Linked DNA regions of Pan troglodytes: region 2 is linked to region 1. The links are chromatin contacts, called in public Hi-C maps. All regions are on one chromosome and are shown on one strand. The core of a region is the stretch at or near the end of the contact, and the rest is flanking DNA. Distances in the headings are between cores, read along the strand shown. Region 1 overlaps SPMIP7 (sperm microtubule inner protein 7). Region 2 has its middle 41 kb from the start of FIGNL1.

Region 1 (5,579 bases), core at 2,082-4,581:
CCGAGGCGGGTGGATCACCTGAGGTCAGGAGTTGGAGATCAGCCTGGCCAACATGGTGAAACCCCATCTCTACTAAAAAACACAAAAATTTGCCAGGCTTGGTGGTGAGCGCCTATAATCCCAGCTACTAGGGAGGCTGAGGCAGGAGAATCGCTTGAGCCTGGGAGGTGAAGGTTGCAGTGAGCCAAGATCGCGCCACTGCACTCCAGCCTGGGTGACAGAGGCCCTGTCTCAAAAATGAAAAAAAAAAAGAATCCTATTTTTCAAATCTGTTGTTTTTATCCTCTTCAATATAAGATCCATATTCTTTGCAAGGGCTCAGTGAACAAGTTTGAAGATAAGCTCAGTCCCTTTTAGTAACCATTTTACAGTCCCATATAATTTCAGTGCTTTGCAGTCATGAGTCATCAGTACAAGGAACATAATAATTGAATCATCTATAATGGCAGATCTCTGTCCTTTCCCAAGGATATGGAAAGAGTGTTGGGGTACTTTTTCTTTTGTAACGGACTCTATTGTAGATCATATATACATATATATATATGTATATATGTGTGTGTGTGTGTGTGTGTGTATATATATATATATACATCTTACATATATGGGAGAGAGCCCTGAGATCTAACATATATGCATCTCACCCTTGTATTTCCAAAGAATAAACAGGCTCAGCACAGGTGAGGTGCAGGCCCAGCTAACAGAGCAGCACAGCCCATGCCTTCTGAACCCAAACCCAGCACTTGCAGTCACCATTTGCTTGTTTTTCCAAACTAGGCAGCTGCCTATGAGGTACCATCCTCCACTAAATTATAATCTTTTATCTCAGGACGTTACAAAGTTTCATATTTACTGTGCTTTTTGACCTCAATGATTGCTCTGAGGAAGCATTTGCAAATAAAGAGGAATTGTCCAACATGGACCCCCAGGCAGCCCCTGGCACATGTCTCCCATGGAAAAGGGGGCTTCCCTGTCAGTCACTGGACTGTGTTGCAGCTTAACAAAAAAATTTACCACAACCCAGGTTAAAGAATAACTCTATGAATAGTAGTTCCTTAGATCAGCCCAATACTTCTGCCTTTTCAGACTACTTTCACACACTCCCTCATTTGTTTTTCAAATAGTGTGATGAGGCCAGAAATGAAGGTGCAAGTTCTATCCCCATTTTGCAGATGAGGAGGCTGAGGCCAGAGGAAATGGCATAAAGAGCCAAGATCACTCATTTCATGAGTGGTAAAAAGTCCAGAGAACTGGCCTCTTAATCCCCAGGGCAAGCTCTTGCCTTAACTCACATTAAACGTGGCTTCTGCCTTTGGCAAATAATGGGTTCTTGGAGCTTTGAGTTATACTGTTTCTACATTCCCTCCTAAATGGAAGAATTGAAGATCCCAAGAACACAGGAGGAAAGAATATACCCACCAGATGAAGAGAATAATCAATAAACCTGCAATTCCTAAAAAATATCTTGTGGCCACGACATCTTATGATATTCAGAAAAATGCAATCCAGTGACCAAAAGTCATTGCAAAATGATTCCAGTTTTATTTGCATTTGTCATTGAACAATAAAATCAGACAAACCCCAACTCACAATGGACTCCTGTCTTTTCCCCTCCAGCCACATCTGCCTCACAGTTCTCTGCAGTCCTTCCCTTCTCTCAGCCCTCTGGGCTGACCCTCCCTAAAGTCCAAGTCTGGAATTTACTACTCTTCCTCCCTCTCCCACTTTCTGCTCCCCTTGCCCACCCTAACTTCCATCCATCACCTGCTGCTCCTGTCACATGGGTCTGCACCTGCTGCATGCTGGGCACTGTGCCAGGCCTTTACTTGCATCACATCGCCCCCAGCACCCTCCAAGGGAGTGCAGCTACCCTGACTGATGGCCAATTATAGGTGAGGATGCCTGAGAAAACTTCAGTTGAGGTCTAAGTTCACACAGCTGGTCAGGGCAGCCCTGGAATTAAATGTGTCTGTCTCACACTCCCCTCCCTTATGTCGCATCCATGGTCTTTGTTCACTTGGGATCTTTAAACATTTAAATGTGCATTTTTAAAATTAAAAGTATTAGTGTGAAAGCTGTTGGGAGCTAAGTCAGCTTGATGTCTGCCTAGAACTGTATCTGATATAGAATGGCTCTAAATAAAAGACTATCACATTGATTTGAACCTGCACTTACGCCCCACCCTGTATAATTGCAGCCCACTGTGAGCTAATGAGGCTCTCCTGGCTGGGCTGGGAGTAATGCCAATGGTCCTTCCTATTCAGTTCAGTCACACTGAGGTCCAGTTCTACCACTTGCCAGCTTGGTTGGTGCCGGCCATGATACTTAGACTTTCTCTGTGTCAGTTTCTCCATCTATAAAATGGACATGATCATAGGACCTATGACACAAGATTGTTGTGAGAATTAAACAGTCAATTTACATCAAGCACTTAAAAGGGTGCCTGGAATATAGAACATACTCGATGACTATTAGTCGTGTTTACAGTGTAGAGTGAGAATTTCTATGCATGCCTAAATTTTATGCACATATACAATACATATATTCTTCGTATAACATGGTTTTCTCCACATTTTTCCCCTCATATTTAACTTATATACCATCTGTGCTCCCTTCCTCTGAGTTACTAAACGTCTTGATTTTCTTAAATTACTTAATTTCTATTTTATCATGTTTTGTTGAGAACCAATTCATTGTAGACTTGGGCAATAATATATTCAAATTTATCAATTAGTGAACAAAATCCTGGCTTATTTGGAACTAGGGAGTACAAAATAAGGTATTTAAAGGACTAGAAGCTGTGGAGCAAAGGCAAAAGTGAAGAATTCTTATTTTTAAGTGGGTCTCTGCTTCTCTCTACTTTCCTCAAATGGGGAGTGGAATTCTTTGAACATGCGACTAACCTGGAAATCCATTTCCCGGCTTGTATGTTTCAGTATCTTTAATAGCTTTGTTCCCTCCAGCTGAAAAATAATATCTCCTATCAGCAGTCTAAAGTGTTCCCCAGAGAGTATTCTCCTCTTAATATAAGGTCACTGTGTTGCACTTAAGATGGCAAAATTCCCCTTGTTATGGCCATACGTGCCAGGGTTAAATGGAATAGATTTAGAAGCAGTGTGGGTGAGGACTTTCGTTTTCAAATATTTGGCAGTTTATTATGCAACTGAATTCATTCTCAAGACTGAGCAGCTAATCAGTCTACTCTTTCATGAAATGTTATTATTAAATATGATGTAATCTAATAGCATTAAGACAATGTAACATATGATACCATTTAGCATCAATAACATGCATGCCACAGAGGCACAGAGGCTGTGCAATGTTTTTTATCAAGCCCTTCATGTGATTGACAGATGGCCTGCGTCCATCCCTCTGACTTCTTAACTGCTCTGATGGCAGGATATGACTTTAGAGGCATTTTAATTCTGCAGGTGTTTTCAAAGGCAGTGGAAAAAACCTTTCACACAGATGGAGGGGATTTCCTTTGTAACATGCATGGAAGCTTTAATGAATGGTTGGGGGAGAGACACACGCATGAATAACTTTGCCTCATTCTGGGTTACCTCTCTAACTTACAGCTGCACTTTTCCAACAAAATTCCAAAAAATCCTGCAGGGCACTGCCTAGAATTCAGCAGCTTCAGTTCACTCACCTAGGTCCCTCCAGCAAGCTTGACAATGTGGCTGTAAAACAGAGGCTCCTGAACTTAGCAGCACAGAAGAATCATCTGGAGAGCTGTCAAAAGTCCCAGTGCTCAGGCCACACCACTTACTAGTTACATTAAAATGTGGGGCTGGGCCAGGCACGGTGGCTCACGTTTGTAATCCCAGCACTTTGGGAGGCCGAGGCGGGTGGATCACGAGGTCAGGAGTTCAAGACCAGCCTGACCAACAGGGTGAAACCCCGACTCTACTAAAAATACAAAAGTTAGCTGGGCATGGTGGTGCACACCTGTAATAGCAGCTACTCAGGAGGCTGAGGCAGGAGAACCGCTTGAACCCAGGAGGCGGAAGTTGCAGTGAGCCGAGATTGTGCAACTGTACTCCAGCCTGGGCAACAGAGCGAGTTTCCATCTCAAAAAAAAAAAAAAAAATTGTGGGAGTGGGAGCCAGGCATTGGGACCTTTAAAGATGCCCCTGAGATGTCAGTGTGCAGCACCATTGGGAACCTCTGTCTTAGCATCTTTTCAGCAGTCTGTACTGGATAAACTTTGCAATCTCCATGTGCATGGCCCTTATTTTGTAAATGTTTTATTTCTTTAAATTACTGTATTTCAATCGAAATTAGTTTAGCATCTATTAAGTGCTAACAGTTTGCTAGCTGTTTTCATATTCATTGAATTCCTCTAATCCCCAGAGTGCCCCTAAGAGGTTAGTGTTGTCCTCTTCATGCTGCAGTTGACCGAGCTGAAGCCCAGAGAGCTTTCTTCACTGGAGTAAAACCTCACAGTTGGTTAAGGGGCAGAGTCAGGCTTGCCACAGAAGCCTGCTTCTCGATGCAGTGGGCTTCCCCCACTCTTTAGCTGCCTTATTTTCCTAGTCTCACAAAATCTGTTATTTTGTACTGTTTATTCTGCTGTTGCCATAGATGTAATTTCCCTTCACTTTGTTAGTCTCTGGGTGTCCTTGATTATATCACCTGCAAGCCAATAAGTCATCACCAACAGAGTCATAAATTACACAGCTGGAAGAGAATTAGGAGATTTATTAGTGCAATTCCCTGCCTGATATGTATTTTCCCCCTAACATTCTGATACTTGCACATAATCAATGTGGGAAGGACACCAAGAAATTGCAGTGTGAATCCTTCTCATTGTTTCCACTTCTCCCTCACCCAAGTCATTCCGGTTGGTATCACTACTCGGGGTCAGGCTGAGGCTAGAAGGCTCCAAAAGACTATGTCCAGTCCAGATCCCAGAGATGATATGGGGAACCGGGGTCTGAATCTTCCTCCCAACCCTTAAGCACACACCCCTTTCACTAACCTCTCTTCTGCCTGCCTTGTCACCTGATACTTTCAGGAGCAACTCCTATAAGCTCCAAATTTTGAAAATTACTCCTAAGATAAGTGGTTCCTGGAGAAGGCTTTGTTTGGCTTACTGGTCGTGTGGGAAGGTCATGGATATAACCAAGGCAGCCATTGAAGAACCATTCCTCCACCACCCACAGAGGTTTGCTTGTTGCTATTGTGTTGCATTTTGTCTGGGCGCCAGTTTTGAATAGGGAACCATGCCACAAGGATGTCCTGCTCTCAGAGAAAGGTCCAAGGATGGCAAGTGAAAGCCACTGAGATGAATGAAATTTGCAATCTGCCCACTGGCCCTTTCCTCCCTGGGGGCAAGTTCATGATGGTGGCCTTTCTTATTCCTCCCTGAGGCCAGCACAGTGAGCTGAGGCCATGGCGTTGATACGACTCTGCAAAGATGGTAGGCTATTACACAGAGCCTCATGATCTGTAAATGTTGTGTTCTTGGACTTTGAAATACAATTTAAATCTTATTTTCCTCAACTCCTTGCAGCACACAGGATGGAGCTTCACGCTGGGCCTGTCCCACAAGCCTTACCCACCTCCTAGGAAATAAT
Region 2 (5,017 bases), core at 2,361-4,860, 260 kb after region 1:
CTGCCTTAGAGGTGTCCCTCTGGGCATGTTAAGATGTGCATAAGGCATGGTGATTAGGAATGGGACTCTGGAGCTGCGAAGCCTGGGTGTGAATATCTGCTCTGTACATTAACGCTGTGTGACATTGGACACTTGGTCTAACCTCTTTGAGCCCCAGTTTTCTCCTCACTGAAAGCCTGGAGGGTTACAGGAAGGATTAAATCCTCAGTGTCTGTGGACCACTGGACTCAGTGCTGTGGGAGTGGCTGCTCAGCCTTTCCTGCCTCACCTGGAGTTTGTATAGCACCTTCTAGCCCCCTTATCTCATTCCAGCTGCATGACAGCCAAGTGAGACAGGGACCCATCCACATCCCCCTTAGAGATCAAACAATTGTGTCTGCGAAGCAGCAAACCTCCTTCTCAGCCATCACCATGCTGGGCATGTTCTGCGTGAGCCTGGGGAAGATGATATGTGCCCCATCGTAAAGTGAAAGAACTGCATCTCAGGGCTCCACAGAGCACCCAGAGTCCAGTGCTGCAGAGGCAGGATGGGCCCAGGCCCCTCAGGCCCATTCTTCTCTTGGCTCCTGTTCCATCTCGGCAGTGCTTCCTCCAGGGAGGATGTGGGATTTGATACGCGGGAATGACAGGGTTTGGCAATCCCATAGCTTCTGAATTCCAGGGAGGGGAGGAGAAAGATGCGGGTGAAAACCTGCTTTCAGAGGGTTTTCCCTTGGCTGCCTCCTCAACCGAACTCACCCACAAATTGCATGTCAAGTTTCCCAACCTCCACCTAGGGGAGCAGGCTCTTTCACTTCAGAGAATTCAGAGGCATCTCGAGGGCATATGCCAGGGCAGGCACAGAGTGAGGAGGTGGGGTTGGGGGTTTTTGGACAGCTCTGGTCCCCTCCAGCCCCACAGAGCATGCAATGTGGCTGATGCTGCTAGAGAGCTGGTCCCTGAAAGGAGAATGCATGAATCTGAGCTAGAAACAGAAGGGCGGAAGGACCAGGAAAAGAAATGAGAGCCAAACAGAGTCTGAGCAATGAAAGGATGTTTCAGAGTGCTGGAAACACAAGCTAAGCTAAGCATCAGTGGACTGGGAGAGCTCTGCAAAATATCAGGGAGCCTAGAGGTATCTAGTCAAAGATGAGTACAATTACAACCAATAAACTCAAGACCAAGGACAAGAGCAGGGACATTTCCCCCAATTAGACAGTGCCCCCTCTGTGTCCCTGCCCCCAACACACATTGACACATTTGACTTTTGACTCCATTCTGTTCTCTCTGCACTGCATCTTGTCTCTGGCTCTTCTTAATCTTAAGATCCTTCATTGGTTTGTTGAATAACTTGAGCTGCAAAGCAGAGACTGGGAAGTTGGAAATAAAGTAAATCAATATCTTCTTGTTAAAAGAGACACTCCTGACATCACATAATGACTTGACCCACTCACATCACATCGCTCCTGAGCCTTCAGTGCCTGGCTATGTGCTGGGATCAAGGCTCACAGCATCACAGGGGTTGGGGGCTGTAACCACCTGCTTGTGCCATGTGTACTCCCTGTCTGTCTCTACAAGTACCATTGTCACCTCCAGTTCTGCAGATGAAGACTTTGAAGCTTGGAAAAGCTGAGTAACCTGCCTGGGGTCACACAGCTGGAAATACTAGGACCAGCACTTGCCCCTGAGCACCTGACTCCTGTGCCTGCACTCTAGAAAGCACAGGGAGAAATGACCCAGCACAAAGGTGATTACAAAACAAGGTGCAATGAAAAGCGCTCTAAAGTGATAAAGTGCTGTAAAAGCCCAGTGGAAGGAAACATCACTTCTCACTTGAGGATTACAGAAGGCTTCCTGGAAGAGATCTTGTCTGATCCCAGCTTTTCGGAATGATTGGGATTTTGATATTGGAAGCAGAGGATTGGGGGTGTAAGAAGGGCATTCAAGACAGAACAAATGTGAATGAAATCTGTTGTATGTCAGAACCAGAAGTCCAACAGCAATAGCCCTGTTTGTCTGGGAAAGAGTACTCAAGGAGAAAAAAATAGGAGATAAATTCAGAAATGTAGATTGAGGATAGACAGGAGGAGTTTGAACAGGTGGATAGGGAGGCATCCAGGAGTCTTAGGAGGTGAGGGGGAGGCGGTGATGCAATGAGAACTCTGGAGACAGTGAAGCGGGCCATGCCATCCAGGCAGAAGAGAGGCTTTACCCACAGCAAGGATGCTGACACTAACCAGCAGAAGTCAGGAGAGGAGAGAAGCAGAGAAGAGAGGACTGGACTCTGCCACTAGGACGCAGGCTCCATGAGCAGGGATTTTTTGTATTTATTTAATGCCATATCCTCAGTGTCAAAAAGAGTACCTGGAACATTTTAGATGCTCAATAAATATTTGTTGCATAACATCTATTTAAGATAATTAAATCTATTGTGCTTTGACGAGAGGTAAGGCAGTGAAACCCAGTCTCAGAGCCTATATGAGCCATTACTGAGAAAAGGGAAAATGGGCAGAGGATTGGAGGAGGGGAACTTGGCTTTGTGTAAGCATGGGTGGGACAGCTGGGTCCCCATGGATGGCCGATGCATTTGGGAGTCATGAGGCATAGGCTACTATAATGGGAGCTGTGACAGGTACATGTCGCCTCAGGAAAGAGGTGGAGGGTAGGGGATGGTTCTGGGGAGCGTGGGGAGAGGAGAAGCAGGAGGAATTAGGCAAAGGAAATAAGAGGGGCTTTTCCAGATAGGAAAACTCATTGGGGACAGCATCTCAGAATTGTTTTTTTAATTCAAAAAAAGAGGCCCACAAATAGGTTCAACAAAGCAGATGCAATAAGGAAGGGGGCAGAGATGAGGCCACTGAGCCAAGTGTTTAGGATGCTGGCAATGACCTTCAAGTGGTGGGTGACAGTGGACTGCAAGGGTGGGCAGAGATGGGCTCTGGAGAGCAGCCGGCAAAGAAGACAGGACCCTGCAATGCAGCCCAGGCCTCATGGAGGCCGATGCTTTGGAAAGGCCAAGTTCTTGGCTGCACTTTTCTAAGGAGAAAGGTAAGAGCCTCATGGGGATACTCCCTTGCTTTTTCTGCTTTTTGACATGGCCAAGACAGGAACAAGGCAGACATCCCTAGAACTCTGTCTCCTGTCCACGTCTGGGATCTGGGCTGCTCAAGGCAGGCTGCATCAACTTCCAGCTCCAGGAGTGGCCCTGCAGGTCCTGGAGCAACAGCCTGGCCCCTGCCCACGCCCCCTCCTCCCTGGCCGCAGGCCCTGGGCCTGGGCTGAGCAGATGGGCCCTGGCAACTCGGTGAATCGGAACTATGGGAAGCAGATGCACCCGCCATGGGTCCCCGGGCACAACTGGAACCTGCTGGGGGAGGGAATTTGCATAATAAGGATAATTTGGTACCAAAACTGTCCCCTGAAGTGAACTGCATGGATCTCGATACAGTTAACAAATTTCACTTCTTCTTTCCCATGTTTTGTCAAACCAACTAGTTGTGACGTTGAGTGTGTGAATTGTCCCAATGTTTCTGTTTCTCTGCCCATGAGTCAGCCCTGGCCTCTCTCTCTGCTTTGCTACCCCCCTGGGCCCGAGGAGGTGCCATGCACATGCATATGGGCCTCTCCTGAACAAGGCCACCCTAAGACCTCTCTCTGTGGTTGCGACCACATGTGATCCCAGGTTCCCAGAAGGCCTCAGTGGCTGCGGCCTCCTCTCCGCCACCGTCTCACGGTGCTGTTCCTCCCCAGGCACCTGCGCGAGCTTCCTCATTGTCATTCTCCCTCCAGCTTCCTGTGGGTAGAGGGTGGGCTGGGCCCCACAGTAAGGAGGGTGTGCAGTTTCAGGGTCCCTCAATTTGATTCCCCTTTCAGGGACCTCCTCCCTCTGGGCACTGCCCTGATCCCCACCCTCAGTGGGCACTGCCCCTTGCAAAATCCTCTGTAAATCCCCTCTGCCCACACCCACTTCCCACCTCTGTGAGCACCACGATTCCTTTTTTAAGTTGGTCTCTCATACCACCCCATGGGAGAACGGTTTTGTGTTTTCGTGCACTGATGGGGAATTAAAGCTGACAAGCATGGAGGCAGGGACCCCAAGAGCTGAGGGAAGCTGGTCAGCTGGTCTCCCAGGTCAGATCTCATCTTCAGGAAGGCATCCATCCTCAGTGAGATGTGACCCCAGATAATCCCCCAGCCTCCTCCCAACCTCCAAATCACACCCGATTCCCAGGTTTCCTCGCATCACAGGGCCCTGCTGGTCCTGGGAAGTCTTCCCGTGCTTGGCTGCCTGCTGAGTTCTTCTGGGACAAGGCAGAACTTATTGCACCTAATTTTTGGAGCTTTCTCAAGATCTGGTCTCTGAATTCCTCAAGCCCTCATGTCAGCCGTCTTAGGGCTCTCACCCCACAGTGTATGGGATGTCCACCTCCTCCATTGGACTGTGAGCCTGTGGAGGGCAGAGGCTGGTCTCACACATCCTGAGCCTCCAATAACAACAGAAAGAAGCTTCTGCTGGAGATTCCTTCCCAGAGCCCTGGACTCCCTGAGGTCTTATCTTGCCCCAGTCAATGACGTGGGCCTGAGGCCCATGGCTTTCCCTTTGAAGCTCTGGCCATCTTTCTACTTGCTCCACAGCCAACATCAACTGCCCCCCTCCCCTACTCCCAGAGAAAGGGCCAGACGCAATAGGGTGCTGACCCCTGGGCTTCCTGGGTGCTCCAGGAGGGTACTCTCCTCATCTTAGCATTGAGGCCCTTCTTTTGGACAAAGAACTCCTCCGGGGGACAGGCAGAGCCTCTGGCCCTGAGGTGAACTGGCTGAATCTAGAGAAGGGCCGTGGGGCAGGGAAGGCCGGAAGAGCCCCCTTTGGTCATGGAGGAGTTCAGCTGTGCAGCAGTCGGCGTGGGGGAGAGGGGATTTCCCTCAAGAAAGCTTCTGGGGCTTTTTATTTTCCAATGTAAACATGCTTTTAGTACTATGAATGTGTGTTTGTGTTAATGCTCATTCAAGTGCCGCCCTATATACATAGTTCTGTCCT

Evidence for each region. Hi-C and Micro-C count contacts between places; a contact is called where the count stands out from the background.
Region 2: a Hi-C map of blood shows a contact between it and region 1, with 6 times the contacts expected there. The contact joins two enhancer-like sites. A contact is called at or near these places in 2 of 7 Hi-C or Micro-C datasets (blood and stem cell-derived neural progenitor cells).

Annotation. Positions count from the first base shown.
Region 1 is chr6:55,974,795-55,980,373 of NHGRI_mPanTro3-v2.0_pri, forward strand. All of the region lies in intron 7 of SPMIP7 (sperm microtubule inner protein 7), which reads left to right. Among named protein-coding and RNA genes, the nearest start is that of SPMIP7, 52 kb to the left of the region's middle. Within about 2 kb of position 3,332, at least 1 of the 24 cell types and tissues checked has an H3K27ac peak or open chromatin away from gene starts, as enhancers often do.
Region 2 is chr6:56,236,356-56,241,372 of NHGRI_mPanTro3-v2.0_pri, forward strand. No RefSeq gene overlaps it. Among named protein-coding and RNA genes, the nearest start is that of FIGNL1, 41 kb to the right of the region's middle. Within about 2 kb of position 3,611, at least 1 of the 24 cell types and tissues checked has an H3K27ac peak or open chromatin away from gene starts, as enhancers often do.